Regions from separate parts of the Zea mays genome. Here all the other regions are linked to region 2. The links are chromatin contacts, called in public Hi-C maps. All regions are on one chromosome and are shown on one strand. Each heading gives the region's core, a stretch centred on a gene start, on an enhancer-like site or on the middle of the called end of the contact. The rest is flanking DNA. Distances are from core to core; before and after follow the strand shown.

Evidence for each region. A called contact is a pair of places that touch in the nucleus more often than the background predicts.
Region 1: a Hi-C map of leaf shows a contact between it and region 2, with 4 times the contacts expected there. The contact joins the enhancer-like site here to the promoter of LOC100279201 in region 2. A contact is called at or near these places in 2 of 25 Hi-C or Micro-C datasets (leaf and tassel).
Region 3: a contact with region 2 is called in a Hi-C map of leaf, with 5 times the contacts expected there. The contact joins the promoter of LOC100501413 here to the promoter of LOC100279201 in region 2. A contact is called at or near these places in 4 of 25 Hi-C or Micro-C datasets (endosperm, leaf and tassel) and 1 of 3 datasets of contacts at active chromatin or transcription factors (leaf).

What each region holds. Positions count from the first base shown.
Region 1 is chr3:115,095,648-115,098,347 of Zm-B73-REFERENCE-NAM-5.0, reverse strand. It overlaps LOC103652124 (kinesin-like protein KIN-12F), which reads left to right. Exons shown (of 37, transcript XM_008677771.3): 35 at 55-120; 36 at 191-310; 37 at 548-979. The coding sequence ends at 679. Among protein-coding and RNA genes, the nearest start is that of LOC103652124, 14 kb to the left of the region's middle. Within about 2 kb of position 1,382, at least 18 of the 20 cell types and tissues checked have an H3K27ac peak or open chromatin away from gene starts, as enhancers often do. A contact at or near this core is called in leaf and tassel, where this site is marked.
Region 2 is chr3:114,961,549-114,964,248 of Zm-B73-REFERENCE-NAM-5.0, reverse strand. It overlaps LOC100279201 (Cytoplasmic tRNA 2-thiolation protein 2), which reads left to right and starts at 1,374. Exons shown (of 7, transcript NM_001152225.1): 1 at 1,374-1,712. The coding sequence starts at 1,414. It overlaps LOC103650438, which reads right to left and starts at 336. Exons shown (of 3, transcript XM_020550868.3): 1 at 1-336. The coding sequence starts at 254.
Region 3 is chr3:114,824,097-114,826,796 of Zm-B73-REFERENCE-NAM-5.0, reverse strand. It overlaps LOC100501413 (Cyclin-D5-1), which reads left to right and starts at 1,366. Exons shown (of 5, transcript NM_001196135.1): 1 at 1,366-1,857; 2 at 1,939-2,025; 3 at 2,116-2,419; 4 at 2,545-2,681. The coding sequence starts at 1,549.

The DNA of each region.
Region 1 (2,700 bases), core at 133-2,632, 130 kb before region 2:
AAAAAAAAGGGTGTGACGACTGACGGCACTGACAAACCGTCTAACTGTGAGCAGGAGAGCGAACGAGATAGAAGCCAGCTGGCGGAAAACCTATCAAGCCTATGCTCCAGCATTCTGAAGGTGGTATACTTGAATACTGGTTCGGTAGATTCACAAGGCTAGGCACACTAACCCTGCTGCTGCTGTACAGGTCGCTGGAGTTTCGGACTCAGAATCTGACGCTACTCTTTTGAAAGCATCGGAGTGCTTGGATCAGCTCCAGTGCCGTATCGCTTCTTTGGAAGGCCAAGTTGAGGATCTAAATCTAAAGGTAACGATGTGGTAACTCTTTTTTTTTTGTCATTGAGTTATTTGAATTTCTCTTCGTATTTGGTGGGTAATGATGCGGTAGTTCGTTTCTGAATTGAACTGGTTAAATCTTTATATTGGTGTGGAGTCTTCTTTCTTTGCCTGGTTTATATATCCACTTTGAAGTCTGGAAGTCAATTTCATATAGTATCTCCCTGTTTTCATGCGACCGATTCCTTTACAATTGCGACGTATGCAGTGCAAACTAGTGCGTGAAAAGGCCCGCCTGTGCGAGCTCCGGAGCAACTCGTCGTCTCTGCGCACAGGGGCGAAGGGCAATCTGACATCGCCCAGTCCGGACACATCGCCAAGCATTTCGTCCTTCCGATGACACAAGCGGACGGATACATCGCCGAGAAGCTAGTGTACATTAGTACGTACATAACACATTCCGTGTAACTATTCTAGTGCAGCCGGGCTGCTTAGGGAGGATTAGTTCAGTCCAACAATCTCCCTTTGCTGATTTTATATATATCTGCTGTACAATATATATACCGTGTGTGTACTTGATGCAGTTCCATTCAACACTTGTCTTCTCTCTTCGTCTGTCGTTTTCTTTCTTCTAATGTACAGCAGGACTTAAAAATTGGAATACACATGCAATCAAAGCAGTGCCATGTTTATGCAGTTCTTTTAGGGGTGTTTGGTTTGAAGAATCAATCTGCTATAGATGGGGTGGTGTAATACCCAAAGATTTGAGAAATAAAGTAACCCTTTAGACAAAGTGTTTGAGCGATTTTGTTTATTTTTTAGCATCTCAACAAATACAAGGCCTGAATAAAGCAATTAATAAATAATTAAATAAAACAAATATGTATTCATGCTGATAATCTTGGCTGTTGCATTTATATGTGAACGGTTAAACTGGGATTTGAATTTGGAATTGGATATTTAAACTAGAACAAAAATAGGAAATAGAAACAAGGAAAGAAAAAAAAGAAAAAGAAAAAACTCTTACCTAGGCCGCAACCCCTATGGTGGCCCAATATACCTCACGCGACGCTAGCCCAACCTGGGAGAGTTGGCGCCGACTGGTGGGCCCGAGCGGCAGCCGCTCATGCCCTCCCGCGTAGCCGCACGGTGGCTGTATGGCGGGGTCCACCTAGACGAATCGTCGCAATAGAAATCTGTTGCGACCGTCTGTGATTCGCGTATGGATCAATTGTCGGATTCCACGCCTCCCCAATATAAAACCTCGAAGAGATTTTTTTGCCCCTGTTGACGCTTTTTCGGAGCGCCAATTACTCAAGAAGAACCGGCGGCGGTGCCCTCTGCACAGGGGCGGACGGTCCACGCGCAGGGGCCGGACGGTCCGCGGCCTGGTGCGAGGCAGCGGTGCTCTCTGGTCAGACGCGGACGGTCCGCGGTACAGGGCCGGACGGTCCGCGACCTGGTGCAGGAGCAAGAATTCCCTGCCTGACGGCCGGACGGTCCGCGCCCTAGGGCCGGACGGTCCGCGCGTGCGCAGGGGCGGCGGTAGATCGCCGACGGTGCCTGGATCTCGCTCCCGGGAGGGACCCCGTCGGGGAGGAGAGATCCTAGGAGTTGTCTAGGCTCGGGCAGACCGATCTAGACTCCTCTAATCGACGTAAAGTCGAGGAGAGACGGAGAATTTGGGGATTGGAAATACTAAACTAGGGCTAAACTAGAACTAGACTAGAACTACTCCTAATGCATAAGGTAAAAACGAGTAATAGACTTGATTTGTTCGATTGTTGGGGGTTCAATCGGCCGTAGCCCTTCATCTATATAAAGGGGGAGGTCTGGATCCGTTTCCAACTGTTTCCCGAGTCAATCCCGCGGTTTTAGGTAACAAATCCCGCGAGAAACTAGGAACCCTAACTGACTCTGCGCGCGCGCGGACCGTCCGCGCCACCACCGCGGACAGTCCGGACCACGGACCGTCCGGCCTCAGGGCCGGACCGTCCGCCAGGCTCATTTTAGCCTTCAACATATGCCCCCCTGCCTTTTGGTGCAGTTTGACGAACCAAAAGCATATGAACTAAACCTGATGTAAGTCATCGGCTTTTCAAAATAGAGATCATTCAATAAAGCACCAATGTATAAAGGCCGTTTTGGATTGTATCTTTCTCGGCCATGACCATTTGATCAATGGATCAAAATGAATAGAATGGAGGTGCCCCCCAGCCTGGATAGACAAAGGGACTATACATGTACCATGGATTCATCGTCATGCCATTCCATGTTTGAACAGGATAATATACCGACGATGAGTAAATAGGTGGAAAGTACCCTGGTCTCATAGAATGAATAGGCGATGCTTGTTGTGTCGCCTTTCGGTTCGTTTTGTTTGACCGTTTTGTTTTAGCAGGTGACCGGGGTTTATTTGTT
Region 2 (2,700 bases), core at 125-2,624:
TCAACCTTGTACGCGTACTTAATAGAGGACAAAAGGTTATGTCCTAATTCCTCTTGTGCAGAATTGGATGGCATGCGTGTTGGATCAGTTAATTTTCTCCATGCCAAATTGTAAGTAATGTTGTGGTTCATGGTGGAGAGCAAGTCGACAGAAACGCCCATCAGGTGTTCTTTGAGTGAGGACTTTAACCAGTCGTCAGACACAAACGATATTCTAGCCATCAGGGGAGTTGGTATTGCTCCGATCCTAGGCATTTGGACTCCGACACTTAGTTCTGTTGTCTTATCTAATTCAAGAGCGCCTGATGCATCCCAGGTCTCAGAGTATCCAAATAGGTTCTTCAACTTTACTGAACCTTCAAGTGAGCATGATCTACTCTGCAAAAGGTTCACATGAAGAAAATTGGTGAGACTTGAGAAAGTGAATTTAGGAACAAGCTGAAGTCATGCATATGATATAGTGCCACTAATCACCATTTATCGTAATAAACCTGAGCAGGGATAAACCATATGCACAAATCCAAAGTTAAACACCTTTAAGTGATGGAGATACCCTTGAGTGATTTTCATCCAAGCTATACAGCAGAGTGTGTATGGTTTTGGAACAGGAAAATATGACAGGACATGGAAAAAAGTCTTGCAATGATACTGCAATGCTGAACCAGAAAAGGCAGGAAATTAATCGATTTTACTCCAGAACCAGAGCAGTAGCAATCAGGAACCAAAAAACCACAAATCCGTTCCATAGTGCACCTGAAAATAGCACAATTAACTCGCAATTATAATGTAAGAACTACATATTCTATCATTTCCCCTAAACAAACCACATTATGCAAATAGATACAACTCAATGCTTCATGCAAACATACAACAAAGACTTATCAATATCTCTACAAAGAAATAGATTAGTGTACGATTGTCGATATATTGTTTGTTTTCATGTAATTGTTGTGCACTCGCGTTTTATTACTAATTTGTGAGTCGTCGCAACGTACAGACACCTAACTATCATATATATAGGTCTGCATGATATTGATGGTTGCAATGTAGTGATGAAACATGTAGATTAAAATAACAAAGTTTATATGTATAGCCAAGATCACCAATGGATTAAAAAATATTTTCTCATAAAAATATAACACATTTATATATAAGTTATCATGATAGTTATATGTTTCCGAGGCACTAACCTAGTAATAATTGACGAAAACAACACGTGTCTATCATCTTGGGCTTAGTTCGGCCTTATTTGGGCAGCCCAGCTCCAGATGGGCCCAAAACGAAGGCCGACAACCGTTCCGCACACGCACCGACGCACGTGAGGCGAGAAGCCGAGAATCAAGGAATCCCAAATTCCCAATTCCCAAACCCCTAGTAGACCCACGTCTCCGGTCCCCCTCTCCTCGCGCCCGCCATGGCAGCCTGCGGCGGCGCCGGCTGCGGGCCGCAGTGCTCCTCGTCCTCCTCCGCGGGCGGCCAGGAGGATGCTCTGGTGGAGAGCATGGGACGCCTTTCGACCGCCTCCGCCGCCGCCGCGTGCGGCAAGTGCGACGGCGGCGGCGCGGCCGTCGCGGTGGCCGGCGGCGTCGGCATGTGCGCCGGCTGCTTCCGGGCTCACCTCTTCGGCAAGTTCAAGCTCTCCGTCACGAGCAACGCCATGGTGCGCCCCACAGACGCCGTCCTCCTCGCCTTCTCCGGCGGTCCCGCCTCCAGGTTCCCCCACTTCTCCCTGTTCCTTCCCCCAGTTCTCTCTACCGGGTAATTTGCGAAAAACCGTGCACGGTGACGAGAGATCAATACACAGCACCTCGCAAAAAAGAAAATGATCATCAATGCACATGCCCATCATATATATACTAGTAACTGCTGCGCGCACCTGCGCGCTGCCGCCATGGTGCTAAATTCACATTTTATCATTTGTATTAGGATATGTATAAGTATAAAAGTTTAATTTTTGAATAAATTTTAGTCTCTATATTCAGAGTTCATGTTCGTCTTGGAGTCTGGACAACATACAGTGGCTTGATTATAGAATAGTGTTTTACCAGAGGAAATATCAAATTGGAAAATGTATTATATAGTTGGTGGTTTATAGAAAGAGATCCGAACAAAATTGTGTACATTGAGGCACCGTTTGGTTTGGGGTGACTAAAGTTTAGTGACCGAAGTTTAGTTACTTTTAGTCCCTAAAGAAGTAAACATGGTGACTAAAATGGGGTGACTTACTTCTTTAGTCGCCAAGGGGGTGACTAAAAGGGACTAAAGTAGGATTTTTATCTTATTTGCCCTCTCCACTAACTTCCTGCAGCAAACATTCACTAATTAATAGGGGTAATACAGTCATTATTCACAACAATTAATGCTCTTTAGTCCGGTTTAGTCACCGGAACCAAACGGGTTGCTTTAGCGACTAAACTTTAGTCTAGTGACTAAAGGAACCAAACAGGGCCTGAAAAAAACACAAAGAACCAAACTGCATTAGCAATGCTGTGGAACCAACAATTTTACTACTATCCTTTCGAGTAGAGATTAAACTTGGCTTACTTGCCCTTGCGAATTGCTTGGTATGCACATTGATTTTGAAAACATTCAAGATCTAAGCCACCACGAATATCAATGACATAGTAAGTTTAAGGCTGTGACAAAAGAACATTTGAAAAATTAACTATTACTCCCTCCGTTTCGTTTTAGTTGTCGCTGG
Region 3 (2,700 bases), core at 117-2,616, 140 kb after region 2:
TTGCCCTGGATATGAGTTCATCGGCATACCATATAATGGTTGGGGCTGTAAATCCCCATTTGTTGCCGATGTATTAGACATGGATATCCTATTACTAGTCTCATATGATGGAAAACTAGGAGCAACAGACTTCTCCAATGTACGTGTTAATTTTCTAATTGACTCTTCTAACCCTCCAATCTGTTGTTTCATTTGATTCTGCTGATGATCTACATACTGTTTAATAGATTGGATGTCGTCAGATGTACTTACATTGGGGACTTGAAGCGAAGATAGAAGAGATGCGACGTCGGTCTCTCCATGTTTGACAACTTTCTGGTGGCGATCCACTGTGTATTGTGATAAGAATTTCTCCTTCGCTTGACGCATGTAGTCATCGTATTGTTGTTGCTCATCGGCCGTCAGACTTTCAACAGCCGGCTTCAGGATATTGTCCGGGGAGATATCAGTGTGATCTTTAGAACCGGCCATTTGAGGGCCTGATTTTTAGTAGATCTAAACACCTTTCCCCAGCGGAGTCGCCAAAAGTATGTTGACACCTTTTTCGGGCGCCAAACACTCAACAAGAACCGGCGGCGGTGCTCTCTGCACAGGAGCGGACGGTCCGCGACCAGGGACCGGACGGTCCGCGACCTGGAACAGAGGCTGACGTTCCCTGCCTAACGGCCGGACGGTCCGTGCCCTAGGGCCGGACGGTCCGCGCGTGCGCAGGGGGCGGCGAAAGGTCGCCGACGGCGCCTGGATCTCGCTCCCGGGAGCTAGGGATCCCGTCGGGGAGGAGAGATCCTAGGAGTTGTCTAGGCTCGGCAGGCCGACCTAGACTCTTCTAATCGACGTAGAGTCGAAGAGAAGCGGAGGATTTGAGGATTGAGAAGCTAACCTAGAACTAGACTAGAACTATTCCTAATGCGTATGGGAAAAACGAGAAATAGACTTGATTTGTTCGATTGTTGGGGGGTTTAATCGGCCGTAGCCCTTCATCTATATAAAGGGGAGGTCTGGATCCGCTTCAAACTGATTTCCGAGTTAATCCCGAGGTTTTAGGTAACAAATCCCGCGAGAAACTAGAAACTATAACTGACTCTGCGCACGCGCGGACCGTCCGCGCTACCACCGCGGACTGTCTGGACCCGCGAGACACTTTTGGTCTCCAACAAAGCTAGTATAGATTAAAGCCAAACGAATACACTACGCTGCCACTAAATTAAAGCTGTTTGAACTGATGCCGTTGTAATCTATAAAAATAAAATATTGTAAAAATCTAAGCAAGTGGATTAAAGCAGCAGATAACATGAGCGGTTAAAATGCTGGAACCAGTTAAATAGGGGAGGACCGGAGGAGGCTTCGGTTGCCATCTCACTCTCGCCATCACGTCGGCCTCTTCCACGGCCGCCGCCGTCGTCGCCGCCGCCGCCACCTCGCCGCCGACCACCATACCATCAGATATTTCAGAGCTCGCGCCCCTCACGCATGGTTCTTGGCTTCTTGCTTCTTGCTCGACGTGCGCCGTAACTAATCGACTATAAGCGTGGTGACACGTCTGACGAGATGATGCCGGTGGCGGCGGTGGATGACTGGTCGGAGCGCGGTTTCTCGCTGACCTGCGAGGAAGACTGCGCCGACCTCGGCAACGGCGTCGTAGACGACGACGAGTTCCTCCCGCTCTACAATGCCGGCGAAGAGGAGGAAGAGGAGTATTTGGAGCAGCTGGTGTTTAAGGAGACCAGCCTCTGCTCCTCCTCCGACTCAGCCGCGGACTGCGACGGCGACGGCGAAGGAGACGAAGAATACCCCTCGCTCGCCTCTGAGGAGTGGTTTCGGCAAGCTCGCCTCGCCGCCGTCAAGTGGATTCTTGAAGTGAGTCACGATTAGCTTAGCTCTAGCTCCTTGACGGCATCAGGTTGGCGTGGCAACTGATTGCATCATTCGCTATTGCAGACCCGCGGGTGCTTCGGCTTCGGCCACCGGACGGCGTACCTCGCCATCGCCTACTTCGATAGCTTCCTCCTCCGGCGACGCGTCGATGTATTCTATCCGCGCCGCCTTTTTTTATAAAAAAAGCCTCTGCTTTTGGGGGCGCGCGAATCACGCCAGGCATTGCAATGGTAACTGCAGAGGGAGGCGATGCCGTGGGCGGCGCAGCTGCTGTCCGTGGCGTGCGTGTCCGTGGCCGCCAAGATGGAGGAGTGCCAGGTGCCGGCGCTGTCGGAGTTCCACGCCGGCGGCTACGATTTCGACTCGGCGTCCATCCGGCGGATGGAGCTGCTGGTGCTGTCCACGCTCGGATGGCGCATGGGCGCCGTCACGCCCTTGGACTTCCTCCCCTGCTTCTCCTCCCGGGTCCACCCGCACGGCGGCGCCGGCGCCGGCGGCCACGTCGCCCACAAGGCCATCGGTTTCATCTTTGCCACGGCTGAAGGTTCATACACATCAAAATCGAATCTTTTTTTTATTAATCTCTCTCTCTTGTCTGACACCTAGTGATCTGTCTTGCGTGCATTGCTCTGACTGTCTGGTCTGCTCGGTGTTGGACTATTCGTGCAGCTGGTAGCGTGCTTGATCACAGGCCGTCCACTGTGGCTGCAGCTGCAATCTTGGCTGCAACCTATGGACCTCTACTGACCAAAGAAGCACTCGATTCCAAGATGAGCTACCTTTCTCCATCTTGTCTTATTGAGAAGGTGAGTCACTTGCTTACAT